Linked DNA regions of Macaca mulatta: all the other regions are linked to region 1. A link is a contact called in public Hi-C data. All regions are on one chromosome and are shown on one strand. Each heading gives the region's core, a stretch centred on a gene start, on an enhancer-like site or on the middle of the called end of the contact. The rest is flanking DNA. Distances are from core to core; before and after follow the strand shown.

Evidence for each region. A called contact is a pair of places that touch in the nucleus more often than the background predicts.
Region 2: a contact with region 1 is called in a Hi-C map of fetal cortex germinal zone, with 5 times the contacts expected there. The contact joins the promoter of PAFAH2 here to the promoter of MTFR1L in region 1. A contact is called at or near these places in 5 of 14 Hi-C or Micro-C datasets (CD4 T cells, fetal cortex germinal zone, fetal cortical plate and 2 more).
Region 3: a contact with region 1 is called in a Hi-C map of fetal cortex germinal zone, with 5 times the contacts expected there. The contact joins the promoter of MAN1C1 here to the promoter of MTFR1L in region 1. A contact is called at or near these places in 6 of 14 Hi-C or Micro-C datasets (CD4 T cells, blood, fetal cortex germinal zone and 2 more).

What each region holds. Positions count from the first base shown.
Region 1 is chr1:215,204,064-215,207,256 of T2T-MMU8v2.0, forward strand. It overlaps MTFR1L (mitochondrial fission regulator 1 like), which reads right to left and starts at 1,931. Exons shown (of 7, transcript XM_077968979.1): 1 at 904-1,931.
Region 2 is chr1:215,019,670-215,022,895 of T2T-MMU8v2.0, forward strand. PAFAH2 (platelet activating factor acetylhydrolase 2) reads left to right here and starts at 1,886. Exons shown (of 10, transcript XM_077968417.1): 1 at 1,886-1,924.
Region 3 is chr1:215,416,069-215,419,528 of T2T-MMU8v2.0, forward strand. MAN1C1 (mannosidase alpha class 1C member 1) reads right to left here and starts at 1,692. Exons shown (of 13, transcript XM_077968783.1): 1 at 1,623-1,692; 2 at 113-338.

The DNA.
Region 1 (3,193 bases), core at 681-3,180:
TGCTCTCGAGGAACTCGCTGTCCAGCAGAGTGATAGGACATGAATACGTACTTCTAGCAAAGGCTGAAAATCACTAGGCAGGTGGCCAGATGAGGTCAGAGCTCTGGCCCTAGTGCCCTGTAGTGAGTTTCGAGGGAGTAGGAAATGAAGACAAAACAGCAAGAGCACAGGTCCAGCACAGGAGGGTGAAGGATGTGGAAAGAGGAGCAGAGCATGATAAAGCTACTAAAGTAGGGGTCAAGTCATGAGGTCCGGGTGAGAGGTCACTGGGGGAGCCCTGGACAGGCTCTGAACGGGGGACAGACTAGACTGACAAAGCAGCTCTTTCTGGAGACCTCCCATGGAGGGTCCCCTCTTCTACCCATAGGAGAGGAGGTGTCACTCACTTTACGATACACATGGGGAAAGGAAGTTGGAGAGGGGAAGGCACTTGTCTAAGGTCACTCAATGGTCATGCCAGTGGAAAGCACCCAAAGCCTGGTCCAGGTCCTGCCACCTCCTGCCTGGGCTCCATCTTCTCGGCTCAGTTCAAGCCTTTATTATCAGAGTCCCTCTGTGTGCCAGGCTCTGTGCTGAATGTCCATGTCGGCCACGAATTGCACTAACAATGCTTACTGCCACTTTCTCTCCGACCTTACCTCCAAAGACCCAGCTGGGCCTAACCCTCACACACAGCCAGAGGAATCCTTCCCAAACACACTGTTAATCACATCGCTCTTCCGTTTAAAACTGGCTTACTAAAGCCAACACAGGATAAAATCCACAATCAGTCCCAAACCCATCTTTCTCTGCCCTCTCTAGACCACACCGAGTACCAAGGCCTGCACATTTCGCAGCCAGCCCTCCTGCTCTCCCCCTTGCCCTCCAGTCACACTGGCCCTCAACCCCCAACACTGGGCCCACCTCTGAGCCCTGCATCAAACACCAGCACCCCCTTCGCCGAGCTCATTCTTCTTCATTCCTCAGAGCTCAGCTCAAGCATCACCTTCCTTCCCTGCGACAGGGTCAGGTCCTTTCCTGTGCGCTCCGCAGCACCCTGCCTGTCCCTCGGAGTCCTCGCGAGAGGAACTAGATAACTGTGATCCCCGCGCACAGCACGGTGTCTGCCTAGGACACAGTAAGCGCTTCAACGCGCCGAACTAACTAACCGAATGAAGGAGAACACCAACTCAGCTGTCACCCCCGCCCCCAAGTGTCACTGGCTAGAAGATCTTCCCCCGTTCTCTGGCAGCACCGGTGGGTCTTGTCACTGAGGCTGCCGTTGCTGTCTATTGACAGGCGTCCCCCTCAGGAGACCGGGAGCTCCTCCAGCGCAGGGCCCCGCTCAGCACCCCTGGTCCCGGGGGACCCCACGGAGGCCGCCGCGCTCAGTGAAACTTTGCCGCTCGCAGCAGCGCCCGGAGACCCGCGTGGACCCTCTCCCTGCGGGGACCGGTCAGGGCGCGCCGCCCCTCCCCCGCGGCAGCCGCCCCGACCTGGGCCAAGGTCGGCCAAGTCCTCGCCGCCTGCCCAGCGGCCCTTGGACCCACAGGCCTGGACCAGAGTGCGCGGAAGCCTCCGAGCCACGGCCAGGTCTCAGAATGCGCGGCGGGGCAGCCCGGCCCGTCAAGCAGCGAAGCCGAAACTAGAAGTCTCAGGTCTGGCTTGGTCACTGTTTGCTGGGGTACTCCGACGAGCAACTACCCTTCGGGGACTCAGTTTCCCCCGGGCCAAGTGAAACGGACACCAGCGGCTCCCGCGAGAACTCGCGCGGGAACAGGAGCCGCGAGCTCCGCACAGCGCCTGGCACCTAGACCCAGTCTACTAACGGGCTGGAAGGCCGCACTCCCGTCTCCACGCCGCCCTAGAACCTTTCTCACCTCAGTCTCGGGCTCCGGGACTCTCTCACCTCACGGCCCCTCCTTCCACCGTGGGCTACCGCCCTCACTTCCGCTGACCCGCCCCCCGGAAGCGATCCTCCGCAGCTGCGCACCGAGCCGCACCTCCGCGCACCGTCGGGAGGCGGGTCCAGCCGGGTGGCAAGAGGAGGGCGGCCCCCGAGTGGGCGGGGCGCTGGCGGGGGCTCGCTCAGATCCCGCGGAGCACACTCCCCCTCTGTCGAGACTGTGTCTCCGCGGGGTCTGTGTCCCCGGGAGGAGTTGGCTGCGTTTGGAGATCCCTGAGCCTGATATTCGTCGCGTCTCCCTGCTTGTTACTCTCCACGTTTAGCCCCATACGACTTCTGGAAGCCGAGGGATGTGTCGCTCATCCCCTAAAGTATGCTCCTACCCCTAGGGCAAACTTCAGAATCCTCACCCTGGCCCCCTTTGCAGTTCATGGTTCCCAGGCAAGCCCCTCTGCAAAGCCTCTTTCCAGCAAGAATGGGCAGAATGGGCCTCTTTCTCCTCTGACTCCTGCCCTCCAGCACTTTGCAGCTTTCTTCTATTTTAGTCTCTGTCTCTCTGTCTCTGTCTCTCTCACTCTCTCTCCTCTCTCGCCTCTCTCTCTCTCTCTCTCACACACACACACGGTATATTCAGTGAGTTTGCTCATTAGATGGGTACTTGATGCACAAGACCCCAGAGGCACTGTGGGAAGAGCCACATTCCTTCCAGGCTCACTAACCCATTCCCTCTTTGTGCTCCAGCCCTCACTGTCCGGGTCTGTGGCATGCAGTTCCTGGGTGACATTTCCTCCTCTGCTTTCAGCACAGCCTCAGGCTGTGCCTGGCTCCCAGGCTGGAGTTCCTTGGTCCCAAAGCCTGCAATCCCCTCTGCCAGAGACAGAGTTGGTTTCATGGGTGACCAGCCCATGCAGTCACAAAGGGCCCCATGCTCAGAACCCTGTACCTGGTTTAGTACTCTGCTGTTGCCGTCTTGAAATGATTAATTTTCTAACAGGGGGTCTTGTGTTTTCATGTTGCACTGGGCTCTGCAAAATTATGTAACTGGTCCTGGCAAGAGACCTCAGAGGTCATCCACCCTATCTCCACCATATCTCAAATGCTAAAGACTGACTCCCAGGTCCAGCCCTCTTTCCAGGATGGCACATTGTGTTTTAATCATTACTTTCCCCTCTTGTGCGATGGCGGATCATGCAAGTTCACGCTGGCTGTCTGTCCTGGGTGTAGATGCTGATTTGCTGTCCCACTCAGATCCCCTTGCAGGAAGAATGGAGCCCCCTACCTGGGAATTTCCTTCACCTCCCAAGCCAA
Region 2 (3,226 bases), core at 636-3,135, 180 kb before region 1:
TTATCCTAGAAAAGACCGGATTGGAAGGAAGTGTAGTTAAACTCAACCGTTTTATTTTGCAACAGGGAAGAGTCAGATTGTGTCCAAGGAGGATCTTCCTAACTGTGACAAAGGAGATAAAGGAGGTGGTGACATGCCCATCCCTGGGAAATTTTTAACTCAGCTGGACAGCAAATGGCTCCAGCATGGCCTGGTCTGGGAGTAGGAGACTGAAAGAAATGACCTCCAGCTGTCCCTCTCATGACCAGGACTTTTGGCTTGTCCTGAGTGTTCTGGCCAGCTGCACAGCACGGATTAAGGGGCCAAAGGGAGCCGCTCTCTGATCTGCATTAAGCTTTTCAGGTTCTGTGGCCTCTGCCATCAGCCACAGATTTAATGAGATCCGGGGCTTAATTACCGCAGTGCAGGCTGCCAACACTCTCTCCTGATGACTTTATCTTGGCTGCTGGAAGGATGGGGGTGACAACAGTGTGTTGGCAAGACAGGAGGGCCTAAAGCAGGGACTCTGGACCGTGGTGATTTGGGGGGATGTGGGCTGCAACAGTGAGTGGCGGGGGCGACTGCAGGACTCAGTACCTGACCTCAAAGAGCTCATAATATGTCAAGAGTTAAGACCTCTAATCCAGGACATACCCAAGGCAGTGTGAGTCAACTCACATGTGAGAGGCACACACAAATGTCGGCGGAAACTTTGGAGGCATGAACAAAGCTCCTAGAAGAGGGGGGCTGGAGGGTGGGGGGTGCCACGTGGGGGCATGCAAGTTGGGGAAGACCTTGAATGCCAGGCTAAGCAGTTGGGACTTCATTTCATAGGTAGTAGAGGGCCGTTGAACGTTTTTGAGCTGCCTGAACGATCCAAATTTCTTATAGAAGTTCACAGGACTCCTGAGGATGGGCTCTGCCTGACCCCCACTGCCCCAACCCCCACTGCCCCAAAAATAATCTCCTTCCATCCCTCACACTCAGCTGCAGCCAGCACTGAACTTAATGCCATACTCTGAAACGTTCTTCACAGTCTCTGTACTCCTGGCTACGTTCTTTCCTTATATCGGGTCTCAATGTTAACATTCCTCCCTCTAAGAAGCCTTGCAGACACCGCCCCTTTCCCCCAAGCCTGGCCAGAGGCCCCTTTTCAAGGCTCCCACGCTTGCTGTGTCTCCCCATGAGATCACGGCTCTGTGCTGTCATTATTCACTGGGCTGCATTCTCTGCTAGACTGTGATTCTGTTGAGGCTAGGGGCGGTATCTTGTCCATCAGTGTCGCTAAGAACCAGCAAAAGACAGTAATGTGGGGTGGTTGCGGCCCAACAGATCACTCGGGTTCCTCCCTTTTCTCGGGCAGGGAGTCTTTTGAGGACAATAGAAAATCACAGGTGTCAACAGGTGCAGGCTGGTAGGGAATGTCCCCTTAATTTGAACGATCAGTCTGTTATTCTTCCAGGAAACAAAGTGTGCAGAAGACACAAAACAAACGCCGACCTCCTCCCACCTCCTTGAGAATAAAGCGAAGCTGGGGCCATGTCTGGGCACGCCTGAGGACTATTTGAGGAGGGTGAGGCGGAGGGTTACGCACGGGACTACAAGTAAAACCCTCCGCTCCAGAGCAGAAATCGCGGCGGCTCCTCTTCAGGCCACCAGGGGGAGGAATCACACCGCATCCCGGGCCTTGGGCGGTTTCGCACGACCACGCGGAGCGGGGAGGTCGCGTAGAACTCTGGGAGTTGTAGTCTTAGGGTTGTAATGCGCAATCTCGTCCACTGCACATCGGGAGTTGTAGTTCTAGGTTGAGGAACGGAAGTGCTTCCAAGTGTCCATGTTGAGCCCTGGAAACTACAACGACCAAAGGGCCACGGGTTCCTGGGCCGTTTCTCATTTCCGTCGAGTTAAACGTCTGGGGCTGCTTCTGAGGAATCAGCTTGACTGGGTAAGTTTGATTGAAGAAAACACCCATATGTTAATTGAGCTCCCTGCAGACTTTCGTATTCTGGCCCGGTTTGGGGCCTCGGCGTCTCTCAATCGTAGGAATTGCATATTAATCTTCGTCCTTTACGTTTCCTATTCAGACACCTGTAGCCACCCACCCTCTTGACCCTGCTACGGTCGCCTCGCACTTTTAACGGCCAGCGCCCCTGGAATCCCCACTGAGCTCCTGTCCCAGGACCCAGCCCCCGCAGCCCCACCTTGGACCCCACAGCTCTACCCTAATTCCTCGGCCCTACCCTGACCCTGCAGCCTCACCTCCCTGAACCGTGGGCTTTTTTTTTTTTTTTTTTTTTTTTTTTTTTGAGACAGAGTCTCGCTGTGTAGCCCAGGCTGGAGTGCAGTGGCGCGATCTCGGCTCACTGCAAGCTCCGCCTCCCGGGTTCACGCCATTCTCCTGCCTCAGCCTCCCGAGTAGCTGGGGCTACAGGCGCCCGCCACTACGCCCGGCTAGTTTTTTGTAGTTTTAATAGAAACGGGGTTTCACCGTGTTAGCCAGGATGGTCTCGTTCTCCTGACCTCGTGATCCGCCAGCCTCGACCTCCCAGAGTGCTGGGATTACAGGCGTGAGCCACCGCGCTCGGCCTCCCCGGGCTTCTTTATGCTCCTCCACCCTTTGTGTACTTTACTTTTACTCTCAATTTTCTGTTTTTCACGGCGGCGGAAGAAGGGCCCTCATTCCTTCTTTCCGATCCGCGATTACCCTGGACTCGAAGTAAGCACACCCGGTTCTAGGCCAGCTCTGCCTCCTGCCCTCGGGACTCAGTTTCTTCCTCTCTAAAACGGAGATGACTGTTTCTCCGTCAGTCTCAGGTGAGGAGTGTTGAGGAGCCAACAAGCTAGTATGTGTGAAGATGCCTTGTAAACTGTAAGACCCTCACTAGAGACAGATTATTTTTATCACAATTATTAATGCTCTGAAACACTCTTATCAGGGCTCTTCTCTAGCTCTGCCACCTTGTTGCTCAAACCCATCCCTCGAGTGCTTGGTGTCTTCATTATCTACCAGCTAGATGATATTTCCTCACTTCCTCCAGAGACCAAAGGTCAGGCCAATGAGCTTTTAGTCTTCAGAGAGCTTTATCTGAAAGGAAGCACCAGAGAAGTGCTTATCTTGGACTGTATCTTGAAATATCCACTGATGAAAGGGTCACACAGCTGGCAGAGCAGCAGTCCTCTGTTCACCAGAAACAGGGCCCCAGCAGGAGAGGACAGCTGCAACCTAAGCCCCATCCATTCCCTCTGG
Region 3 (3,460 bases), core at 442-2,941, 210 kb after region 1:
CAAGGGAAAGGGGTGGGAGCACCGGGACCAGGAGTGACTGAGGCAAGGGAAAGAGGATCTTCTCCTTAGTGGGGGCAATTGGTGGGAAGAATTGTGGGGACTGAGTTCATACCTCCTTGACTTTCTCCCGCTGGGCTCGCACTCGGCTCTGGGGCTCCTGACTCTCATCCGCCCTCGTTCCCAGGACCGGGTGGCGGAGGCGGCTCCGGAATGCGTTGAAGTCAAAGTGGAAAGAGATGCCCTCGTCCCCGGGCCTGGAGGCCGGGATGCTATTGCCCCGGGCCGCCGTGGCCTCCTCGCGGGGCCCGGTGGGGCGGGTGCGCCGCAGCCCCCCTTTCCTGCGGCGGGGACTGGCCCGGCTGCTGGGGTCATCCTCGCCCGGGGCCGGCGCGGCAGGGGCCGGGTTGGGAGGCGGCTCCTGCTCGCGGGCTGGGGCATGGCCGGCGATTTCGGCCACCACCTCCAGGCCAGGCTGCTGGGTCCGGGGGGCCAGGAAGAGGCGCTTGAGGCGAGAGGAGTGGGGCAGCAGGAAGAGGGCCCCGAAGCACAGGGTGACGAGGCCCGAGAGGAAGAGGAGGAAGAGGAACTTCTGCGGCAGCCGCAGCCCCCACGGGGAGGCCGGGACGAAGCCGGGCACTTTCCTCATGAGCATCTTGGCCGGGCCGGGGGCTCCAGAGGCCCTCGGAGTCCAGGCACGTGTCTGCGGGGCCGCGGTGAGGAGAGGGCGTCCGGAGCGCCGCCCGGGATGGGGATCCCTGGGCAGGGCTGCCAACCCTGAGAGTTTCGCCGCTTCGGGGGACTGTCCCCGAAGTTCAGGGAGTTTGGAGTGAGTCCTCCCGCGAGGAGGCGGGGGCGCAGCGGCCTCGGCGGGGCCCGGGCGAGCGGAGCGGCACGGCTCGGGGCCCGGGCCCGCAGCGACCGGCCGCGCGCCGCAGCCTCCCCTCCGGCCGAGCCCTCCCCGCCGCGCCGGGGCCCGCGCCTTCCCGCGCTGCGGCCTCCGGGGCCGTCACATGCCGTCCGCGGCGTCCCGGCTGTCCGCGCCGAGGGGCGCCCGCAGGCCCGCACCGAGCCGCCCTCCGCCCCCCGGGCTCCCGCCTGCGCTGGTCGGCGCCCAAAGTTTCAGCTTCAGAAGCAGTTTCCGGAGGGGACCGAGGTGATGGGGGGCTGGCGTGTCAGCGCCGCCCCGAGCGCGCGCACACCCAGCCCGGTCGCGACAGCGCCCGGTTCGACTATCGGGACACGTCCACAACTTTCTCCGCCGCCGAGCGGGCGCCGGGAGCGGCCAGGGAGCAGGAGAAGGCACTTCCGAGCCTGCGGGGGTAGGGGGCTTCCCCGGACCCCCGAGAGCGCAGGGATGCCCGAGTCCGGAGCCGCGGCTGAGCGGCTGCAGCTGCGCCCGGGAGCGCGGGCTCCCGCCCCTCCAACTCGGTAGGGCGCGGGGCTCCCGCTGGGATCACCTGTTCCCGGCCCCGCCGGCTCCGCGGAGCGCGCAGCCCCGGCCGCGCCTCCCCCGCTGCAGCTGTCGTCCTCGCAGCGACCGCTCCAGACGGGCCGCCGCCGCCGAGCCTGCGCCCCACACGCGCGCACAGCCGCCGGGCAGCCTCCGCCGCCGTCCCCGCCGCCGCCGCCGCTCCGGCTTTCACTGCGACAGCGCTCGCCGCCCCGCCTCCTGCCGCTCGCCAGCCACGCCCGCCGGCCACGCCCACGCGCGCGCCCCGCGCCCCCTCCCGCCGCCGCCGCGCCGCAGAGGGGCTGAGGGCCGCGCGTCCGGGGGCGGGGCAGAGGCAGAGCGCGGGCGGGAGCGCAGCCCGGCTCCAAGCCCCGCCCTCCCCCAAAGGCCGGCGTCGCGCGCACCCCCGATCCCGCCGGCGCCAATGGTCCAGCGGCGGGGGGCTGGCGAGGGCGGGGGCGGAGAGCGCAGCGAGGGCATTGGCTGCATCCGAGGGATCCCCGTTGGGCCACAGTCGCCTATTGGTTACTGCCCAGTCTTCGCTGGACCCCGAGCGACCGAGACCACCCCTCAACCCGCCCGCGAGGCTCGGGTTGGTGGCCCCCGGAAGCGGGCCGGAGACAGTGCTGCTCTGGAGGGCTGTGCCCGTCGCTGGGTGACCTCTTTCGCCCCCCAGTGTCAGTCCGGAGTTGTCAGGGAGCTGGCAGCCCGCGCCCTGGCGGCTGCCCCGGGCTTCTCAGCGCTAACGCCGAGCCGCGGCGATGCTGTTCGTGGCTGGAGCCAAGCCAGAGAGCTGTGACCGCGGCGGGGTCGGCGGAGGCGGTGTTTCCACTAACCCCCCGCAGACCACTGCGTGCCTTCCTTTTCCTACAACCCTAAACGGGGCCAGGGCCCCTGGGTGGAGCAGGGAGGGAGCCTGACCGCAGCCTTGAGAAGCAGCGAAAGGAAGAGCGCCCCGAGCGTGTCTACAGTAGACCACACACATCATGTGACGGACGTGTACCTTGATGCCTACGTGTGTTTATATGCACATGTGTGCGTCTGGGCATAGATCCATATGCACACAGAGACTGGCATGTGGGTGTGTACATGCACTCAAACATACACTTAATTTGGGTATGGACACCCAAGTGATTATACCACAGTATGCATAGACATATATGCAAATTAGCACAAACATGGACATGTGCACCCGCATACCCACATTCAGGCAACAGATACCTCCAAAAACAGCCGGGCATCAACTCCCAGACACGCGTGTCCTCAACCGCAAGGCCGTCACACCTTCCTCCTTGGACTTAGTCTCTGCATCTTCCCTTCCTGTTAAACCTAACCCAGGGTGAAGCAACATTGTGCTGTGTGGGTCTTTCATGCAAAACACTTTATAGAGACAAATAACAGCAGAGGGAGAGACAAATTAAGAGGTTTGTAATAGGCAAGAGGGAAAATATCTACTTTCAACTGCCATTTAAAATGAAATGCAGCGTTGACGAGACAGAAAATACTGCAGGGAAGCCTTTCCCAACAGAAGAAGGGGGCCAGGCAGGCTCTCTCCTCGTAAATCTTGCTTCTTCCCTGAGGTCTGATGCGGATGGGCGGCTGGGACTCAGTCATCCTTCTACCTCTGGCCAGACAACTGACAGCAGACCCACCCTCGATGTTTAAATATCCCTGGCATGCAACTTTCTCTCAACTGAAAATGAAAGTGGGGTAACAGGTGCAAACATTTTGGTCACTGGAGATGACTAATCCTTCCCAATCCCACAAATACACGCAGCTTAAATATAAAATTCCAATTCAGATATTTCAATCTCTGGTGAGTTTGGTTGGCAGGTTGATGTGGAACCAGCTGTGCATGTCAGAGATAAGCATGTGACCCTTTTGGGTGCAGGAGCCCAGAGACCTGGCCTGGCCTCACCCATGTCGCCAACACCCAAGCATCGTCTCACTGGGTCTCAGTGCAGGAAAGGGCAGCCATGTGTTTGGAGAACCAGGCAGGGAGCCAGCATT